Regions from separate parts of the Zea mays genome. Here region 1 is linked to region 2. A link is a contact called in public Hi-C data. All regions are on one chromosome and are shown on one strand. Each heading gives the region's core, a stretch centred on a gene start, on an enhancer-like site or on the middle of the called end of the contact. The rest is flanking DNA. Distances are from core to core; before and after follow the strand shown.

Region 1 (3,097 bases), core at 438-2,937, 49 kb after region 2:
GCGTTGCGACACTCGTGCTCGGGGTGGCCGTGCTGCTGTCGGCGCTCTTCTGGCTCCCGCCCTTCGCGGGGCGGGGTGGTGGCAAGGAGGGCCCGGATCTGGGCGACGAGTTCGGAGGTGAGCTCCTTCCCCCGCATTGCGAGATCTCGGTTCCATTCGCCCGTGGTCGCCGAGTGCAGGTTCTATGCTCGATCTGCGTTCCCTCCGCGCTCGCGGATGGGGCGGTTTGTGCGGGCGAGGGAACAGGGTGCGTGCGAGCGCGGAGGGGAGACGGGGGCATAGCCGTAGTCTACACTATCATCTTAATAGATAGTAGAGATTAGTATCCTTTTCTCTATTTTTTTATTTTAAGGATCCACTACCTCTCTTCTCGATGCTACTACTAGTAAGGGGTGTCTGTTTGAAAATATAATGTGTCCAAATTATATAATCCAATAAATATTAAACTTATAATCCAATAAATTTTAAATTAAATTTAAAATTTGTTGAAATATATAACCTAAGCGTATTATAATTTTAAACAAACACACCTCTAAACCTTAAGAGACGTGTGACGTAAAAGTTAAAATACTTTGAACGGTTGCACCTAAGACTAGCTCCAACAAGGAGCTCTAAAGGGTCCTGTACCCTAAATTTAGCGGACGAGGACATCCTCTACTCCCTCCAGCAACGTTCTCTAAACGGTCCTCTAAATTTAGAAAACGCTGCTAGATTCTCTATATGTAGAGTTTCTCTAAATGGTTCTCTATCTATTTGAATACTTTAAACAACCGGTTTAATAAAACTAAAATATGTACAATATATTTGAGAGTATGACAAATACGTATGTACAAAAATTAAAAAAAATTAAAAATGTCTTTAATATAGGTATTTACCTATAGAGGACGTGATTTAGTGGACGTTGTTGGAGAGAAAGTAGATATAGGGGATAAAATCTTTTAGAGAAGACTGTAAATGACGGATATAGATGATGTATATAGAGAACGTTGCTGAAGACAGTCTAACTCTCGTCGTGTCTAGGAGAGGGAAAAAAAACAAGAGATCAATCTAGTGGTAGCGGCATATGGGTACACGAAAGATGATGAAAGCTACTAGTTAGTAAAACAGCTTAGGGTAGAAAGAAAGAAAGAGAAAGAATTGAACCGAAGTTTGCCTTTACAGAAGTTGAACACAGCGCGCTGCATATAGTTGGTACTGGCAGTACGGCGACAAAACAATGTTTTTGGCCAGAAATTGAAGAGCCTTTGTAAGACAAGGGCGGCGTACGTACGTATGTGATGTACTGCACAGTTACACGCGCAATCGATCGATTTTTTGAGTGGACGGTGGCACATGAAATCTGGCGGACACCGTGCCTGCCAGGAACCCAGAGGAGCCTCAGCACCTCAGCGGGCAATGGACAGCAGCGGGACTGAGAAGCGAATAAGGCGGACCGGGAGGGGCCTCCCCGCAAATGTAATTGTCCAGCAAACAAATACTGTATGAAATCGGAGCGAGTATATATATAAAAATAATAATGGTGCAGTGCATATATTGTTTGTTTTAATTTAATTAAGTCGGAGCGAGACGTGACGTGAGCGCGGGCCGCGGACGTTGGGTTAATTAATTAATGGACTTGAAGATGCGCGCCAACGACTCCCCCCACCGCCTCGCGAGTGGCGTTGGCGTGGGTTGGTGCGTGCGAGTACCACCACGAGCAGCAGCCTCTCCTCTCGTCTTCCGAGCCAACCCCTCCCGCGCGACGTGTGGCTTCTTCTTCTTCCTTCACTCCCTCGCCTTTGAGAGGGCAGGACTCCTGCTACTCCTATTATGGATGGTACGTACACACTCCTGGCTGCTTCTTCTAATCTTCTTTATTCTAGGTATTTTTTTCTGTTTCCCCTGTACCGCAGCACCTGCTGACACATTCTAATCAAACCTGTGTATCAGGTGTACATCGCCATGTTATTTTGCTTTGCATGTTATTTTTTTTTAACTATTTCTAAACTTCATATATAACATCATTGCAGCTAGAAACCGTTGCTTATACGCATTAAAGGTCTAGTAGTAGTAGTAGATAGGGAAAAGGTGGTCATGTCACATTATTCTAGGACGGATGGAGTACAACAATCGGCAATGGCAATGACAGTGTCGTGTAGCCGCCCGCCCCACGTCCACCCACATACTCTTACCTATCTACTCCATTTGTCATACAATATAAGCCATTCTAAAATTTTTAATTTTTAGAGTGTTGACGATTTCTTTTTTTAAATTTGACCAAATTTACAATGAAGTAATAATATTTACGATACCTAATGTATATCATTAGATTATTCATTAAATATATTTTTATACTATATCGATTATATATCATAAATCTTTATGATTCTTGTTATACTTTTGGTTAAATTTAAAAAACTTTGGCTCTCCAAAAATATAGGAATGACTTGTATTTTGGAACGGAGGAGTATCTTTTTATCACCGCTTGCAGTGCACGTGGTGACGGAGGCATACGTCGCTCTCCGCCGGGATATTAAAATATGGATTCCCAAAACAAGAGGAGACGACAGCCAGGCCCGGCCCTGAGGGTAGGCAGTGTATGCCGTCGCTCAGGGCCCCCAAAGTTAGTAGGGCCCCCAATCCGACCTAAATAGATATATACTTTTATATATATAGCGTCAGCGGGCGGGCGAGTGGATGCAATGCAATTATGCAACGGAACGGAAAAGGGTCGATCCCCGCCCGCCTCAACGGACGACGGCTTTCCCTTCAATAAAGGCATGGCAGCAGCGGTTCGATTCGTTTCGGAGATGGAGACGCATGGCATCTCCGGCTCCGTCTCGACCTCGACCAGGAGTCCAGGAGCAAGTCGAGCAGAGGCATGCATGCATGCGTACGTGTCGCCGATAGCGGTGTCTGACACCATGCACGTACACGGATCCCTGTCAGCAGCAGACACACACACAGAGGGATCGCAGTTTTGGGAAGGGAACCATCGGAATGCAGATTTCAAACATAACAGCATTCATCATCGTCTCACGCCACTCTCCGGGCTACTGTTGGGCCTTCGCTATGGGCCAGCGGGCCGCACTTCACATGTTCATCAGGCGCAAACGCC
Region 2 (3,296 bases), core at 729-3,228:
GCTATGAATGTGTTCCACATGCATTATTAGCTGGTATTGGACCAACTCCAGCAGTTCATCGTCCGCATCCGTAAAATACGCCCGTCCGTGGGTGGAAACAGTTGGTTTGTCCTCCTCCCCTTGTCAGCAGCATCCTGATAACGGCCCGTGTCGCTCTCCCCTTCGAGCGACGGTTGCTTTGCGCGCCACCAGGTGGAGCTCCGTGGCCAAGCGTCGGTGCCCGTCCGAGGAGCCCTCACCACCGCCACTGACGCATGCGCAACAAGGGAAAGGACTCGGACCCGTCCTCCTCCGACCACCCTTCTTCCCCTACCCCCAATTACGACGCCAACCAGGGGCGGACTCACCACCCAGGCACCGCAGGCGGTGGCCTGGGCTGGCTCGCCGGCTGCAATGGAGGGCAAGGCGCGAGCATAGTGCACGGAAGCAAGCAGCACGTGGCACGAGCACAGGCGTGGGGATCACACCGTATTCTCGCCTAGGCTGTCATCAGTTCCTGGGTCCGCCACTGACGCCAACATTCCCTTCCCCCAGTCCTTAACTTCTGCCAACACCGCCATCCATGGCGGCATTCGCAGGCTCGGCGCCGGCCTCGACGACCTCCTTCCCTCCTCATCCATCACCTCCGGTAACCTCAAAAGGATCCTCGCCGGCCTGCAGGCGCACGTCATCGAGGGGCCTCGCAGAGGCACGCTACAGTCACGGGGGATCGAATGAAGGTGGTGGTTGAACTGCAGGGAGTAGAGAGACAACGCCAACATACGGAGCGGATGAATCTGCTTGCATTTTCCATGCCTGGATACGATGTCTGTTGGACACATAAACAGTGCTATTGGACGCGGAAAAAAACGGATAGATAGCAATTAACGGAGCCCGGTGAAGTTGGTCTTAGGAGCCTCCTACTTGTAGCGTCTACCTATAGACAGCAACAATGGCGGCAACAATGCTAAGAATCGTAAACCCTCTGTAAATCTGTATAACAAACGAAATCAACACACAACACCCTCCACCAACCTAAAGCGGCCACACAACCAAGAACAAAGCGGTGCATCCGAATAAATATCCCACACGGCCCGGTCAACGCGATGGGAATCACACAATGGGCATCCAAGTCCACGAACCGCAGCAGCAGCAGCAGCCGCCGCCCCCAGCAGCTGAGGCTGACCCAGGCCTTTCTTCCGTCCCAAAAAGAGATACTTCGCTACCACCACCGGGTGCCACCAAACGGGGCGGCAGATGCGGACACGTACATCCCCGGACAGCGACGTAAAGGCGCCGAATCCCCCCGGCCGCAATGCGAGTACCGAGTAGCCACCGCCGCATGCACGCGAATCTAACGTTGCCGGCGGCGGCGGCATCCCCGCCCCCGCGCGCGCGCCGCGCCCGAGCCCGTCCTCTCCACGCGTCGGCGACCGGACTATCCCGACCAGCAATCCGAAGCGCGGGAACCGCCAGGCGCCGCGCATGCACGATAAATCTGGGATTCGGCGGCGGCCTCGTGCGCCGCGCGGGGCACGAAGGATGGCCCGCCGCCGCTGCGACCAGCGCGCGCGCGAGAGAGAGAGAGAGAGAGGAGAGAGACATGGAACCTCGACGGCGGGACTCGAACGGAGAATCCCGCTCCGCAGCGGCCAATCGGCCGTGGCCGCACGCGGAGACCCGTGGGGCGAACCACCGGTCGCGCGGATCGAGCCGCGCGCGCGGCGACCGCGGCGCGGAGAAGTACGGGGATAGGGAAACCGTGGAAGGAGGGAAGGGAGGAGGGGTGCTGACCTCCGCGTGGGGGATCCATGGCCGAATTGCCCGCCCGCCGGAGAGGCCGAGGGGAGGAGGAAGGGTCGGGGTGGGTGGGGGGAGATCTCTCTCCTCTCCCTCGTTCTTCTCCCTCTCCTCTCCTCTCCGCTCGCGTGGACTCCTCTCTCCTGTCCTCCCGCTGGGCAGAGCAGAGCAGGGGGCGCTGGCTGGCTGGCTGCTGCACGCGACCACGCGGGGTTAACGCCCGGCCTTGGGACTCGGCACGCGGATCGACGACGCGATGGTGCCGCTTTTGCGGTGGACACCCCCGAGTTCCCACGTATTCCTGAGCTGTCCCGCTACTCGTTCGTTGAACGGGCGGCGGCCGCCGGCCGGTGGGCCGCTAGTTTCGATGGGACGGTTATTAGCTAGGGTCAAATTAGTTTGGCAGGAGACCGCGGTTTTTTAGCCGATAATCTCATTAGCCTCGATGACTTTGAAACGAGAGGGGTTGTTGGGCAACTCTTCGAACCGGCGAGGCTAAAAGTAAAAGGTATGTATGAATTATGATGTCTCTATGCCGTATAGGTGATGTAACAACGACAACACGCAGCACATATTTGTGATAATGACGAGAATCAGTACGTACACATCCATGTGTGGCTGTGGCATGTGGGCATAGTGCATACCGTGCGGATGCAGTTAAGCTTAGGTCAAGTGATGTGAACCGTGCAGTTCTAAGTCTATCACTGACACTGACAGTAATAGCGGACCCAGAAATGATAAGCTGATTTTCTGGTGAACTATGGCAGGCAGCATAACTTGGTAGATGACTAAGATGAGGCTTATTTTTTTCCCCTCTCTTTTTCTTCTTTCTCTTCTCTTTTTATCTACTCTTCATCTCTTTCTCCAATAGAGTTTCATGGATGTGAGGGAGCTAGAGCCTAGGGATGGCATGGATATGATTTATCTGCACACCCGAGCATAAAAAAACTCATTCGGTATGGATTTGATACAAGTCTGTACCCACAAATACGAATACGAGTAGCACCTAATATCCACGCATATTTATAGAACGGATATAAAAATATTATACATACCCGAATATCCAATTACAGGTTAACTTGACATGTGGGTCGCTAGGGTTTCCACCCATCCCCATCCCCATCCGCACACTACATACCCAAGACCCAAGTCCCACCAACCCAACCCCATCACTCATCGATCCTTCCTAGTTCCCAATCGCCATAGTGCGAGCAGCCTTTGGCGGTGATAAATTCTATGTCGTTGTATGTCGGTGACAAATTCTATGCTTGTATCAGATTTGATTTGATGCACAAATTCTATGCCGCTTTACGTCTTTATCATATTTGAATTTGTTGGACAAATCAATTATCGTCATATTTGGATTTGCAGGATTTAAAACTGGTGTATGTGGCTAATGGGCAAACGTATATATCTTTGGATATCTGTTGTCCGCGGGTAGCGAATGTGGGTATGGTTTTTTATCTGTGGCGGATAACAGATACATATTCGGGTATCGAGTTAAGTCTCAGATATGG

The links. A called contact is a pair of places that touch in the nucleus more often than the background predicts.
Region 1: a contact with region 2 is called in a Hi-C map of leaf, with 3 times the contacts expected there. The contact joins the enhancer-like site here to the promoter of LOC100193423 in region 2. A contact is called at or near these places in 10 of 25 Hi-C or Micro-C datasets (ear, leaf, root tip and 2 more).

The regions. Positions count from the first base shown.
Region 1 is chr5:82,820,829-82,823,925 of Zm-B73-REFERENCE-NAM-5.0, forward strand. No RefSeq gene overlaps it. Among protein-coding and RNA genes, the nearest start is that of LOC103626631, 49 kb to the right of the region's middle. Within about 2 kb of position 1,688, at least 17 of the 20 cell types and tissues checked have an H3K27ac peak or open chromatin away from gene starts, as enhancers often do. A contact at or near this core is called in ear, leaf, seedling and 1 more, where this site is marked.
Region 2 is chr5:82,771,460-82,774,755 of Zm-B73-REFERENCE-NAM-5.0, forward strand. LOC100193423 (VIN3-like protein 2) reads right to left here and starts at 1,979. Exons shown (of 4, transcript NM_001310443.1): 1 at 1,774-1,979. The coding sequence starts at 1,792.